2 separate regions of the Mus musculus genome follow, and region 2 is linked to region 1. A link is a contact called in public Hi-C data. All regions are on one chromosome and are shown on one strand. Each heading gives the region's core, a stretch centred on a gene start, on an enhancer-like site or on the middle of the called end of the contact. The rest is flanking DNA. Distances are from core to core; before and after follow the strand shown. Region 1 overlaps Sgsm2 (small G protein signaling modulator 2). Region 2 has its middle 18 kb from the start of Gm35117.

Region 1 (7,040 bases), core at 3,158-5,657:
AAATGACAAGATAAAAAAGGACAGAAGCACCGGGCGTGATGGCACATGCCTTTAATCCCAGCACTCGGGAGGCAGAGGCAGGCGGATTTCTGACTTCGAGGCCAGCCTGGTCTACAAAGTGAGTTCCAGGACAGCGAGGGCTACACAGAGAAACCCTGTCGTGAAAAACCAAAAAAAAAAAAAAAAAAAAAAAAAAAAAAAAGACAGAAGCAGAGTTACTGAGACAGGACTTAACAGGTGTGACCCCACCCCCCACCCCACGAGACACCCACACACACCCCAGCCCCGTCTATCATCATTTTCTGGCGTCTCTTAGGGTTTGGTCAAATGATCCCAGAGAGCCTTCTCCACTGTCATCCATCCCATCACACTGACAGGAAAGCTCTGAGAGGCAGAAGCATGGCTAAATTTAACTCTAGCACCTTGCTATGAACACCCACTGAAGACTGATAACCGTCCTCCTACTTGAAAGCTGATGACCACAGGAGAGACCAGCCTGAGTGGCTCCTCGAGCTCTTCAAAGTTATAAAGCTTAGCAAATGCTACCTGGGGCTACAGCCTACCAGTCTTGGTCTTAATCCATCACACACTGATTAAACCACTGAAGTGATCATTTAGAATGGAGACGTTGGATCAGATCTGGTGGCACCAGCCTGTAATCTCTGCTGCCTAAGGGACTACATTATACTAAGGTTTCTATTCTACATCATAGCCCAGGCAGAAGTGTTGAAAGTTTACCCTGCCTGGGCTATGATGTAGAATAGAAACCTTGAAGGACAAAGATGGAGAGATACAGGAAGTCAGGTTTACTGCTATTATGTTGCTGGTGGGAGGGTTAGTGACATCATTCCTATTTAGCAATTTGGTATTTTCAATGAAAGGTGCAGAAAACCTTTGGCCCAGCAATCCTTCTTCTGGGATTTTTTCCTAGTGGTGTAAGTGCACAATTAGTTATACTAGTAAAGAACTAGAAACCACCCATGTGTCCATCAGCAGGGGTCAGGCCAAATAAATATGGTTTGTTCACACAGGAGAGTAGCATTCAGCTCTAAGAAACAATGAGATGCTCTCTAGGAACCAACAGGGGAAACTTAAAAAAGCAAGGTACAGGATGGTGTCACTGCATGGCACCTTCTGCTTACAAAGAGTGGGCAGAGCCAGGTGTGGTGGCTTATGCCTGTAAAGTCTGGTACTCCTGGGCTACACAGTGAGTCTCTGTGTGAATCATTTTAAAATAAAGGAGGCAGCATGGGCCCGAGACAGGCTCTCATGTGGCCTAGAGATCTCTAAGCTTCTAACCCTCTGCTTCTCCCTCCGGAGTACTGAGATGACAGGTGTGTGCCGCCATGTTTACTCACATCTTTATTGGGTTTTAAAAACAGTAACAATAGGCTAGAGAGATGCCTCAGCCATTAAAAGCTGGGCTCACAACCAAAACTAGTGACATAACCAACCCTCTAACTGGGTACCCACGCAAAGGTGCTGTGTGTTGGGGAGGGGGGGCGTGAATGCTGCAGGGAAAGGGGTGCTACTTTCATATAGCTTTGATTTCAGAAGCAGGTAAATAAGTTACCAGCTCAAGATGATACTAACAATAGAGTAGGTGACCACCAACGGTTCCCAGGGTGAGGTGATGCTGGAGACCCTCTCCAGTCTTGGGGAGAATCAACCCCAGATGCTTGCTCTGGCCGTAGCACCTACCCACTCTCTCCCCAGCTCCTGCAGCAAATGGTTTCCATCCTCACGCTTAGCCAGTACCTGCTAAAATCTGCAGCAGGTAACCTGAGCCTGGCAGGGAGAGAAACAGTTCTACGTGCTATGACAAGCCTGAGTCTCAGGCACTCACAAAAATGGACGGAAGCTAATACAGTGGTTGGGAAGGGCCCTCAGAAACAGGGAAGACGTCAGGAAGGTCTATGAGATGAGTCCACCTTGTGACTCAGGCGCATATACATTTGTATTTCCATCTCTGCTCAGCAATTAAAAGTCCTGGCAACTGTGGCACTTACTAAATGGCCTTCAGAGGACTACCCAGTTGTGCTAGGAGAGGGATCCAGCACTCACAATTAGCACAGCACCGCAGGAAGCTGGCCTAAGGACCAAGAGGAGTTGAGGAAGGTAAGCGTGGAGAGAAGCAGGCACACTACCTCTGGCTCAGTTTCACCTTTCTCCCCAATGCCATCTGTGCAGTGGGGGAGTTGGGTTGTAGTTGCCATGGAGAACCTGAGGGAGGAGAGTGTGGGTGGAGCAGTCATCCACAACCTGGTCCTGGAGCTGTGGGGGCAACACCCAGAGCAGAGTTTTGCTGTACTGGTCCAGGCTGGTGACAGTGGAGACAGGCGGAGCTGGCTGGCTGGCAGGGGAGGGGATGGAAGGAGTGGAGCAAGCTCCCAGTGGAACTCTGAAACTGCCACAAGTTGGAGCTTGGCTGCAGGTGGAGCAGGAGCCGCAGAAAGGCTGCCCTCAGGCACCACGGGCCTCTCTTCCCCCAGCTCCCTCTCTTTCCACACCTCAGATCTCTGATTACCCATTTCTGCCCTGGGTTTGGTAATGACAGCCTGCACTCACAGTGGACATCCTCCCTCTGTTTGGGACACATTTTCTCTCATCCTACAAGGTGATACTGACTTTACTTCAACTCTGGGGCCCTCAGCTTTGCTCAACTCCCCAGATAAGACAACAACATTCCCCTATAGATTTGCTGAGGAGGAGAAAGAATTGGTCTGGCTTTCTGGAATAGAGGTGAGAAATGAGAACCAGGCCACAGGCGCTCATTTGCCTTGCCCTAAAGGGACAATGTGACAAGAGACACAGCCTTCCTCTGTGCAAAAGCTGACCACATTTCCGCAGTGGCAAGAGTCCCACTATCTCCTAGAGTCTTTGGTCACCATGTGCCCTGTCAGATGACTGTGGCTGTGATACTACTCTACAATGTCCCTGTTCCTCTAGACTCCGTTCCTGGGTAGACCCCAGAGGCCAGCAACCAATCTGTGTAGCACAAACTTTTGGATCAAGACAGCCCCTGAGAGCTGCATGTCCCAGCTTATCCTTCTCCTTAAAACTCATTTGGTTGAGGGAGATTTCAAGCATACACAAAAGTAAGGCTCTCCCATAGACCTACTGCTCAATTTAAAATAGCTAACAGGTATCAGTTGAATTTTATTTCAGCTAAACCACATGTAACTAGTTTTTATTTATTAAGATAGGTTTTTTTTTTAATTGATTGATTGAGATAAGGGTTCTCTGTGTTATCCTAGCTAGCTGTCCTGGAATTCACTCTGTGGACCAGGCTGGCTTTGAACTCAGAGAGATGCACCTGCCTCTGCCTCCTGAGTGCTGGGATTAAAGGTGTGAGCCACCATGGCCAGCTTTATTTTTGGATTATTTGAGGTAACTTTTAGACTCTTGACCCAACTAATATACATACCTTTACTGAACAACAATAACGACTTTTCCCCCTTTTTTGGAACCAGTCTTGCTGTATTACTTTGGCTAACCTAGAACTCATGTTGACCAGGATGGCCTCAAATTCACAGTAGTTCTCCTGTTTATACCTCCCCAATCTGGGTGCTAGGATTATAAGTGGATCATAATGTCCAACCCTAATATCAATTACTCGATATGATTCATTTCCTTCCCGATTGTGTGCCCAGATTTCAGATTTCCCCAGGTAGCCAGAACATGGACTCCTAGGAACCCCGGGTTATTTCTGAGGAAGGTTTCCGGCGACGGTTCGAGAACAAGGTGTCCCTGGATACCACGTTACATGCTTTGCTTACATGGCTCTTTTTGAGTTTTTTTATCTCCAGAGCCTGATCACTGAGCTAACCACCCACCCCTAGCCCCGAGGAGCTCTTCCAGTGCTGGAATTTATCTTCTGGGGACAGGCTCAGGGGAGAAAATAAACAACTAACTGGCTATGAGTTAGACATGAACAGCATGCAAACCTTGGTCCGTCTGACTCCAAAATCTCATCACTGGACCAAACCACATGACCTTGGCTAAGTTCTAGCACAGGAGGAAAGAAACCAGTTGCTTTGGACATCTGCCTTCCTTCCTTACCATAGCTGAAGAGCTACTTAACTTGTTCATTTCTGGATGGAAAGCAGAAGACAGTCTGAGAATAAGCTATTCACTGGATGCAGGAGGGAAAGAGTCCCTTTTGCTGAAAAGAGTCAGGCTAGCTAGCAACCGCCTGGAGTCTGAATCACAAAACGTGCAGAAGCATCTCTGGCTGCAGTATCTATCCCAGGTGGGATGCAACCTCCTGCAGCAGCTGCTGCTCTCCCGACTTATTAGTATCTCTTTGCCATTCCCCGAAGGAGCTCACTCGCGGCAGGGGAGATCTAACTGGCTAATGACAGCTGCTTAGCAACAGGGAGCTGGCTAATAAAGCCCTGTGTTATTCCCAGTTCCAGGCTCCACCCCCACTTCCCATTACGACTCAGCCTCAGTCTCAAGCAACCCTCAGGTCGGCCTAGGAAAGCAGCTGATTGAGAAGACAGGCTGGCCCGGCCCCACCCACAATGCAGCTGGTGTGAGACCTGCTCTTCAAAGTCAAAATCCTCTCTCAGCCACCTAAGGTTAAGTAAGATTCACAGGGCTGAGGGTAGAGCTCTAGGGTAGATGCTTGTCTAGCCTGCTTCAAGATCAAGGTTCAACCCCCAGCTACACAGACACACAGACAACAGACAGACAGACAGACAGACACACACACACACACACACACACACACACACACACACACCATACACCAAAAAAAAAAAAACCCCAGAAACAACTCTAGAGCCAGGCATGGTGGTGCACACCTTTTATTCCAGGCAGAAGCAGGCAGATCTCTGACTTTAAAGTTAGCCTAGTCTATATATTGAGTTTCAGGCCAGCCATGGATACTCAGTGGGGCCTTGTTTGTTTGTTTGTTTTAAATCCTAGTACTCAACTAGAAAGATACTGTTGTAGAGGGAGGTCAGGTTCAGAGAAACATATAGTTTCAAGGGTTGGTGCTTCAATGACCTCAAATCAGTTGATGGTAAGAGAAGAACTATGCATATAAGCACATTATTATTTCAGATGTAGGTTCAAGGCACAACTTGAGATAACTTGCTATTTGCTGCTGACTCTGAGTGCTCTGTTTATACATACTACGAGCACCTTCCTCCCACCATGGAAGGAGGTGGCAGGAGATACCAATCAATGGGGGTAAAGGCTGGGAGGTGGAAGAAATGTTGGCAAAGCCACAGAGAAAATACAAAAAAAAAGCGTTATTTGTTTCAACTAGCGATTGGACCCAGAATCTCAGATATGCTAAGCAAGTATACTCTGAGCTCCAGCCCAGCAGGAAGTCTTTTGTTTGTTTGAGATGGGGTCTCTCTGTGTAACCATAGCTGTCCTAGAATTCTCTCTGTAGACCAGGCTGGCCTTGAACTCAGAGAAGCCTGCCTGCCTCTATCTCCTGAGTGCTGGGACTAAAGGCATGTGCCACAACCACTTGGCTTTAAAATGTTTTAAATCACTTATTTAGTGTGTGTGTGTGAACATGCATGTATACCAACGTGCACATGTACAATCTACCATGTGGGGCCAGGGGCAGTGGAGGTGGTCATTTCCTTCGACCATGTGTGTTCTAGGGATACAACTTAGGTCATAAGGTTTGGCAGTAAGCAGTTTTACCCACTAAGCCATCTTCCAGTCAGGCTTGTCAGGCTTTAAACTCTTTTTTTTTTTTTTTGGTTTTTCAAGACAGGGTTTCTCTGTATAGCCCTGGCTGTCCTGGAGCTCACTTTGTAGACCAGGCTGGCCTCGAACTCAGAAATCCGCCTGCCTCTGCCTCCCGAGTGCTGGGAGTAAAGGCATGCGCCACCACGCCCGGCCTAAACTCTTTTTAAAAAAAAATTAAATTAAATGTGTGTGTGTGTTGTGCGCGCAAGCATGTATGAAGGTCAGAGGACAGCCTTGTAAGCCCAGTTCTCACCCCTTTCCTGGGGATTGAACTCACATCCTTGAGTGGCAAGTGTTTTTACCTGCGGAGCCATCTCCATACCCCTTCTTTTTAAAAAGATTATTCTTTTTAATTATGTGCATATGTGTGTGCACGCATCTGAACATGTGCATGTGACAGGCCAGAAGAGGGGGTTGGATCCCTTGGAACTGGAGCTACACGTGGTTTGTGAACCACCTGACCTGATGTGGGTGTTGGGAATAAAACTACAAGAGCAGCCAATGCTTGGGAGCTAGTGAGATGGCTCAGCGGTTAAGAGCACTGACTGCTCTCCCAGAGGTCCTGAGTTCAATTCCCAGCAACCACATAGTGGCTCACAAACATCTGTAATGAGATCCAAAGCCTTCTCTGTGTCTGAAGACAGCTGTAGTGTATTCATATTAAATAAATAAATAAATAAATAAATAAATCGAGAGAGAGAGAGAGCGCAGCCACTACGCCCAGCTCCTAAATTTTTAAAAAAAATTTTAAGGATTATTTTATTTTATGTGCATTGGTGTTTTGCCTACATGTAAGTCTGTGTGAGGGTGTCAGATCACCTGGAACTGGAGTTAAAGAAAGTTGTGAGCTGCCATGTGGGTGCTGGGAATTGAACCCAGGTCCTCTAGGAAGAGCAGCCAATACTCTTAGCCACTGAGCCATCTCTCCTACAGCAACCCTAAGCTGGGTGCTCCTTTGTCACACTGTGGACCTCAGCTCCTAAATGTGCTGTGGCAGATTTTTAATCTGTAAACTGTGAGACGTAACCTCCTGTGGGCTGCGTGAGGGATGTGACCTTGTGTGGGGTGCGTGAATGAATGTGGGAGGGTGTCACAAAACCTCTGGGAATAATAAAACATGTAATGATCAAAATTAATTCAAAAACTAAATGTTCTGGGTTGTAAGATGGCTCATAGGCAAGGGTGCTTACGCCAGCCGATCGCAGTTTGATCCCCAGGCCTCACACGGTAGAAAAAAAGAACTGACTTCCACAAGTTGCTCTCTGTCCAACCGTGATGACTGCTCTTTTTTTATTTTTCAGATTTATTTATTTATTATATGT
Region 2 (7,040 bases), core at 1,435-3,934, 410 kb after region 1:
TTCCCTCTGATCAAATCAGTTTCAGGCCTGGAAAGAAACGGCCACTCAGGCTGGGGATGTGGTTCCATTAGAGGCCTGCATGCACGAAGCTCTGGATTTGATCTTCAGCACGGGCATAAGCCCAGTATGGTAGTATCTGTTTAGCATGGTGTGGAGGTATACCTATCTCTGCACAGGGAGACCAGAAGTTCAGAGTTATCCTTGCACTTACAGTAAGTTCAAAGCTAGCTTGGGCAACATGAAGTTTTGTCTTAACAAAACGAAACAAGAGGGGCCGGGGAGATGCTTCGCTGTGCTGAGTCATTTGCTGCCAAGTTTGATGACCTGAGTTTGGTCCCTTGAGCTTATGGTGGAAGGAGAGAAATGACGCTTGAACTCCACGCACATGCCACAGCCCACGCATGAATGTGTATACACACACACACTAAGTGGATAAATGTTAAAAATAAATAAATCAAAGGAATGGCCACTCAAAATCTACCATCGTTGGGAAGGGAGGGGAAAAGGCAGGCGAGGGAGATAGATAACCCTGATATGAACACGGAAAGAGCCAGTGTGCCACCAAAGCTGCCCAGTGTGCCACCAAAGCTGCCCAGTGTGCCACCAAAGCTGCCCAGTGTGCCACCAAAGCTGCCCAGACTTGATTACAGATTTGGCCAGGGACACAGGAGGCCAGCAGGAGCAGCCAGGTTCCACCTCAGAGGTGGAGCCACAAACCTGGAAATGAAACGTCTTTCCCTTTCTTCAGACCACAGCAGTGACAGCTGTCCTGCAGAGTCTGGAGGGCTGGCAGGGCTCATCCACTCTAGTGTGCCTGTGGCCAGAACAGGCCTCAGTCACAGGTGCTTTTCCAAGGTCTTAGTGTCTAATTAAGGTTAGCAGCCAAATTGGAGAGAGAAGGGTGCTGGACTTTACTCTGCTGTAAGGACTTTGGGCATTGTTCCATTCCGTGATCAAATACCACTGGCTCTGCCAACCACCATGTCAGTGGGTCTTCAGAGGTAGAAGAACTCATCCTTTTTTGAGAGGTTTGGTCTGGTCCTTGTCTAATGCAAAATGCCTGGGGCACCAGGTTAATGTCAACTCAAAGGCAAGTGCTGGTCCAGCATGTGTGGAATCCTAAGTTCAATACCCATCAGAGCCCCAAGCCCTAGAGGACAGACATGCTTTAAAAAAAAGTCATGCTTTAAAAAAATTCTGTTGAGGGGGCTGGAGAAATAGCTCAGCAGTTAAGAGCACTAGCTGCTCTTTCAGAGGACCCAGATTCCGTTCCTAACATTTTCATGGTGGCTCAAAGCTGTCTATAATTCAAGTCCTAGAGGGGAATCTGTTGCCCTCTCTGGTTTTCTCAGGCACCAAGAACACATGTGGTGCAAACATACACGCAGGCAAAACACTCATACATATGAAACATTTTTTATAAACCTGCTCGGATGTGGTGGCTCATGCCAGCGATGCTCTCAGCACTCAGATGGCAGAGGCAGGGGGATTTTGTGTTGAGCCCAGCCTGAGCTATAGAATGAGATGCTGTCTCAAAAAGAAAAAAAAAACAAAAAAAAACAAAAAACAAAAACAAATCTGTGGGCTTAATCATTCCTAGCCAGAAGGAGCTGGCTCCAGCAACAATGGATCCCTAGAGCTCTGCTTTGCCCCCTGGTCTGGAGAGCTTGCTCTAGAAAGGAATTCTCCATAGACCACATTTCTATTTTGGGGACCACTCTGGGCCTGCACATGGAAAAATGGAGAGTTGAGGTTTACATGGTCATTTTTTTTGTTGTTACAGTAATGAGAGCTTTGAAATGATCACAAAAGGAAAATAGGAAAATATGCCTCCTAAAAAGAGCCGAGGCAAATTATTATAGCAACCGAATCCTAAAAGGAATGTTCAAGTAAAAAAAAAAAAATATGGCTCATGCGAAGTTGTTATGGCAACTGACATTTAAAAGTAACAGGATTTGGGCAAGTTTCTTTCTCCACCCTCTCTGCAAAGTCTTGCAGGAACTTCATGCTAAAATTATGCTTTAATTTTAATTAGCCAAATAGGTCATAAATATAGCTTATTCCCAAATCCTTAGAATTTCTACCCTGCAAGGAGCTGAACTACTAATGAGGAAATATTTCCACAAAAACCCACTTACCATTAAGAACCCCCATCCGATATTTTTCTAATATAATTTATCAATTTAAACACATTGCATAATGTGCCACTCTGTAGCATTCCATTAAAATGATAAATAGCAATAGTGGTGAGGGGTGGGGGGCAAAAACCAGGAGATTAAACATATCCAAAGCAGTGTAGCTATATTTAAATACCTCAATCCATTGTAGAGGAAAACACACTGTTCTCATCCGCAGATACAGTCTAGACTCAGAGCAGCATATCCTTGACTGTAAGGGTATTAATAGGACAGACGAAGGGGGGCAATAAGAAATGACAGGAAACTTCAGAAGAAATAAAATTTCTATTAGGCTTTGTTATAAGATTACATCAAAGCAGTTCATATGTTTTAATCTGGGGAGGAAAAAAAGCAACTACTTGGGGTTTGCGCCTGGGGGCTGCCTCTGTGTACTGAACCAGACAGTTTGCATAATGAACAATTTTCATTCAATCAGGATCTCAGCAGAGATAGCTCCTACTCAAAGGAACCCGGCACAGGCTCATAGTTTTTATCTCCCAGCTCCACCTGCTGGAGAAACCTTGTATTGCAGGGAGAGAAAGCAGTCGGGAGGCATTGTCCTAGTGGCTGTGTACCTAAAGTTACAGACCTGACTTTAAACAGTTTCTCTCTGGAGGTTGAAAGGGGCTCTGTAAGATACCAGAGTGGATTGCTCTCAAAGACTCTCGGACTCCTGTTACAGGCAAGTAAGGTCCTAGCAGATGGTAGCATGGATCTCCGGCCCTTCTCACTGCTTTCTTGAATCAGGGATTTAGAAATTGCTATTTGCATACCAGGAGGACTGAAGTTTGGCTCCCGGTGACCAGAGGACAAGGTCATTGTTTAAAACCACCCAAACTCATTTCCGACTTGGTTGGTCAAATTTTCAAGTTTCCCAGCAGTCTAAGGATTCATAAAATAAGGCAGAGGCAGAGAAACGGAGGGTGTGTGTGTGTGTGTGTGTGTGTACCCAAAATGGAACTGCATTTTCATGCACAATAGAAAACTTAAAGACTGAACCAATCATTTTGGAAAACTGGCACAGCTGACATTGGCTAGAGGAAGGAACGGCCAGGGCGAGCCAGCTGCACCAAGACCCAGGGCTGAGGCCTAATCCGCCTTTATCCGAGGGTTTAGTGAGGCTCCCGCCGCTCACCAATCCCGGCTGGAGCCGCAGAAGAGCTCTCTTCACTTGGCTCAGTCCCAGCACAGTCGCACTATGCTCTCCCGTGGGGAGGCCGCTCCGGGAGGGGGAGCGACATCAAGCTTTGTGAAACTGTTTTCGAAAACCTGGGATGATCATTTAAATGTTTAAAATATGCACATGGTAATTCAAAACTAATTACCCTGAGCACATTTGAAACATTTATGCCATCATCTTGGATCCTGCCTACTGATTGTGCGCTGCAGCTCACTCTGGTGTTTCTATAAACTGCTTCAGCGATTTTAACTTCCAGGCTAAATCAGGCAGCCACAGGCGCTGCCTCCAGCCCTGGGTTGGTGGAGAGACCCCCATCCCTGACTTCCAGGCGAGGAGGCGGCCCGTTTCTCCAGAGAGCCGTTTGTCAGGGTCTTGTAGTTCTGGCTGCCGAATTATTGCTCTTATCCGTGTTCATAATTCTCATCTGCATTATTTAATTTAGGCTAGAATGACCTCTTTCCCTCCCGAGTCTTCCTCCCTCATTCCCATTTCCTCTTCTTCAATTCGTGGCCCCCATTTTCTGATTGGTCCAAATATATAGACAAATATCCTTGATCGTCCCACCCCACTTGGCTACATCTTCATCTGGGAGCCAATGTGGTGAGTTTTCTGGGTTTGCAAGGTGGTCAGGTCCACCAGTCATCCTAAGGTGTGTGAGAGAGGTAGACCAACATGAGCGGCGCACAGCCGCCATCACTGAGAGAGCACGTGCCCTGCAGCTCAGGCACAGGCATGCACACACCGGCAGACATGTGCACATGCGCTTTCCCCAGCAAACCCTGCTTGCAGAGTAATTAGGCCTAGGCAGTTCCTGAAGCAAATTCATTTCCCCCTTTTCCAGAATAAAATGAGTTCTCTTCCTTTGGGGGTGCTAAACCAGCATGCCAGTGGCTAGAAGCCTGAGATGGGTGATGTGGCTGAAACCATTTCTGCAGCCAAGCCTGTGGGCAGAAGCTAACCTTGGGCTGGGGAGCTGCAGTCGGAAGAGGCACAATTCTGGGATCAAGAAATGAGCACTGGTTTATAGGTACACTCCCAGAAATAGACAGATGAGGGCTGCCTCCTTATTAGCGCTTTGAAGATGCCCATGGCGGGTTTTTAGACATTTAGGAATATAAAAGTAGGTTGGATTCCCACAGTCAGCTGAAGTTTGACAGAGTGATATTACCGGGTTTAACTAGAGCCATTAAGAGACTCTTCATTATCCCACACCACCGCCACCCAAGTTATCACATGAGCCATAATGCAAGAGAATTTTCATTCCATCAACAAGAGAGGGAGCCGGTCTATCTTTGTCCAAAGGAAATGAGCAGCCCAGCGTGAAGCTTGTGAGGAATTGAGTGTACAACACTCCAATAACATCCCCTGCAGGATTGCCTCTGCGATTTAGTCGGTGAAGCAGGGGTAACTGCGCTCGAGCAGTCTGCCTGTGTACCTGGCTTGCAAGAACACCAGCTCGAGGAACACCAAAAAGGCCGATTAATGACAAAGGACACTCATAGAGGCCCGAATTCCACAGGGCTTAAGTATTAAGCCCCAAAGAAATCAAGGTCTAGGCCATTCTCCTGGCGCTCAGCAATCTCATTTATTATTTCTCTACAAAGATCCAACACTCAATTTCCCAGGTATCCCCTGTATCTGACTCACATTCTCCTGCTCAGTAAGCCATCCTGGTTTGAAACGGGCCTCCCCTCCTCCTGCCTATGCATGCTTTGCGTCTTCACAACGACAGCTGGTAATTTGCAAGACCCCCTCCACTGGACTCTCTCACCCCACATACTTGGAACTACTCCTTGGAACTACTTGTTTATCAAGTGTTCTGTTGGTGAGCCTTCTCTTGCATTAAAGCTGTGAGAAGGAACCACAGTTTCTATTTCCTTTACATTTCTTGTAGCGTCTCACATGGGAGACACCCAGGTTAGATATACTGAGGGTCCTGGTAGTTTTAGAGTTGGAGTTAGATGACCCAGCAACATGCCTTCCCCCACCACGCACCAAGCAAAAATTGCACCCACCCTTCCCTCAGATGTTCCTGGCATCTTATAACTCGCCCAAAGCCAGATTTATTGCTCCTGCTGTAAAGTGTATCTTCTCTAAGCCTCACTTAAAAGCTACCACTTGGCAGAAGATCAAGTCAGAAGTGCAGGCTAGCAGGTGACGGTGAGGACAGGGCGGGATGGGGCGGGTAGGGTGGAGCGAATAATTGAAGCTCCAAGAGTTACCAGCTCAATATTTAACCTAACTGGTAATTTGCTGTGACAATTACGCCATGAAGGGAACGCTGCGACTATGCAAGAATGTTGCTCTCTAATTAAGAGGGCTCTGCATTTCCTAGTCACCCGCACTTTAATAACACACAGAATGAGCCTTGGCTCCGGGAGCTAAAGGTTCCATTAGGAGCACGGGCAGCATATGGCTGTGCACATAGGCCGTGAGTGATGCAGCCCAGTTAAGCCCGCTAACACCTTCAATTCGTCCTCAGATAGAGCCCAGAGAGCGCGGCTCAGGCCCTCACGCCACGAGCCCCATTTGACTGACAGGCATCTTCCCGGAAAGCCTGCGCGTGCCTACACTGCAAATGGACCTGCTTCCCACAGCCCGGCTTTCAACCAGGAAGGCTTGGCGTGGGTCTGATCCTTCAAGAGTAACTTTAATAAGGATTTTCTCACAGAAAGAAAAGTCCATGGGAACAAATCCTCCTCTTAAGAGCGTGAGACAGGAATGGGGACACAAGCCAACACCCCAATTGCTAGGCTAACTCTGATATGAGACAAAAGAATATTAATATCTTGGCTATGAAGGAGGATGGTGCCATCTTCTGAATTGATGGGAGTTTTGAGGCATGGCTAAGCTGGGCAAACCATTTTCTTTTTTTTCTCTTCTTAATTAGTGGTTCATTTATGGAGGGCTTGCTGCCCGGAGAGCCCATCAGAAGAGAGCTCGCTTTATGGAGATGTAGCTTATAAAACTACTCAGATTTTAAACAAACAGTGCAGGAGGCCAGAGGTAGAAGTGGTGGGGGTGGGGTGGGGCAAGAGAACAATTGCATCTGCAGAAGGCTAGCCCTGCACCCCAAGCCTATGTTTAGGGTTGATCAGCTTCCCGAGGCAAGCCCAGAAGCCTCTAAAATTTTAGGCCAATAGAAATGACCTCTGCACCACGGCTGACTGAAGCTATAAATAAGCCTCGAGTTGAGCAGTGGTGTCAACGGAGAGAGCAGAGGAAAGTCCAATCAGAGCTTCATTTTTTTTTTTTAAAGTCCACTTGCTTGGGACTCACCTGAAGGCAGGGCATTGAGTAGAGCCTTGGCTCCCTGCAGCGAGAGGCTCCAGTTTTCCCAGGCACCAGCCCATCGGTTGGTTACCTAACCACCGAAAGGGAACTGCACAGCACACAAGTTAAATATAGGCTGGGTTATCTGCATTTTACAAGCTCTGAGCAAGCTATCTGAAGAAGCTGTCATTTTTAATGACGGCACAAACTTCCAATTACCGACTGGGTAATCCACTAGGGAGCAGGTAGTTTTGGAAGAACAGTTCACCATTATTAAAAGTTTACACAATCACTTTTGAGTTGACTATAAGTATTTCACACGAGGCAGGTGGGATTAGGGACTTTTTGGGTGGTTTACTCGAGGCTGCAACCAACAATGAGTGTTTTCTCAAGAATTATACATTGAGATT

What was found. Hi-C and Micro-C count contacts between places; a contact is called where the count stands out from the background.
Region 2: a Hi-C map of cortical neurons shows a contact between it and region 1, with 4 times the contacts expected there. The contact joins two enhancer-like sites. A contact is called at or near these places in 8 of 484 Hi-C or Micro-C datasets (B cells, the G1E-ER4 cell line, the N1E-115 cell line and 5 more), 1 of 115 datasets of contacts at active chromatin or transcription factors (pancreatic cancer cells) and 1 of 9 other capture datasets (embryonic stem cells).

The regions. Positions count from the first base shown.
Region 1 is chr11:74,872,609-74,879,648 of GRCm38.p6, forward strand. All of the region lies in intron 2 of Sgsm2 (small G protein signaling modulator 2), which reads right to left. Among named protein-coding and RNA genes, the nearest start is that of Mir6926, 7.9 kb to the left of the region's middle. Within about 2 kb of position 4,408, at least 120 of the 459 cell types and tissues checked have an H3K27ac peak or open chromatin away from gene starts, as enhancers often do. A contact at or near this core is called in cortical neurons, where this site is marked.
Region 2 is chr11:75,288,402-75,295,441 of GRCm38.p6, forward strand. It overlaps a transcript of Gm35117 not described here. Among named protein-coding and RNA genes, the nearest start is that of Gm35117, 18 kb to the left of the region's middle. Within about 2 kb of position 2,685, at least 29 of the 459 cell types and tissues checked have an H3K27ac peak or open chromatin away from gene starts, as enhancers often do. A contact at or near this core is called in cortical neurons, where this site is marked.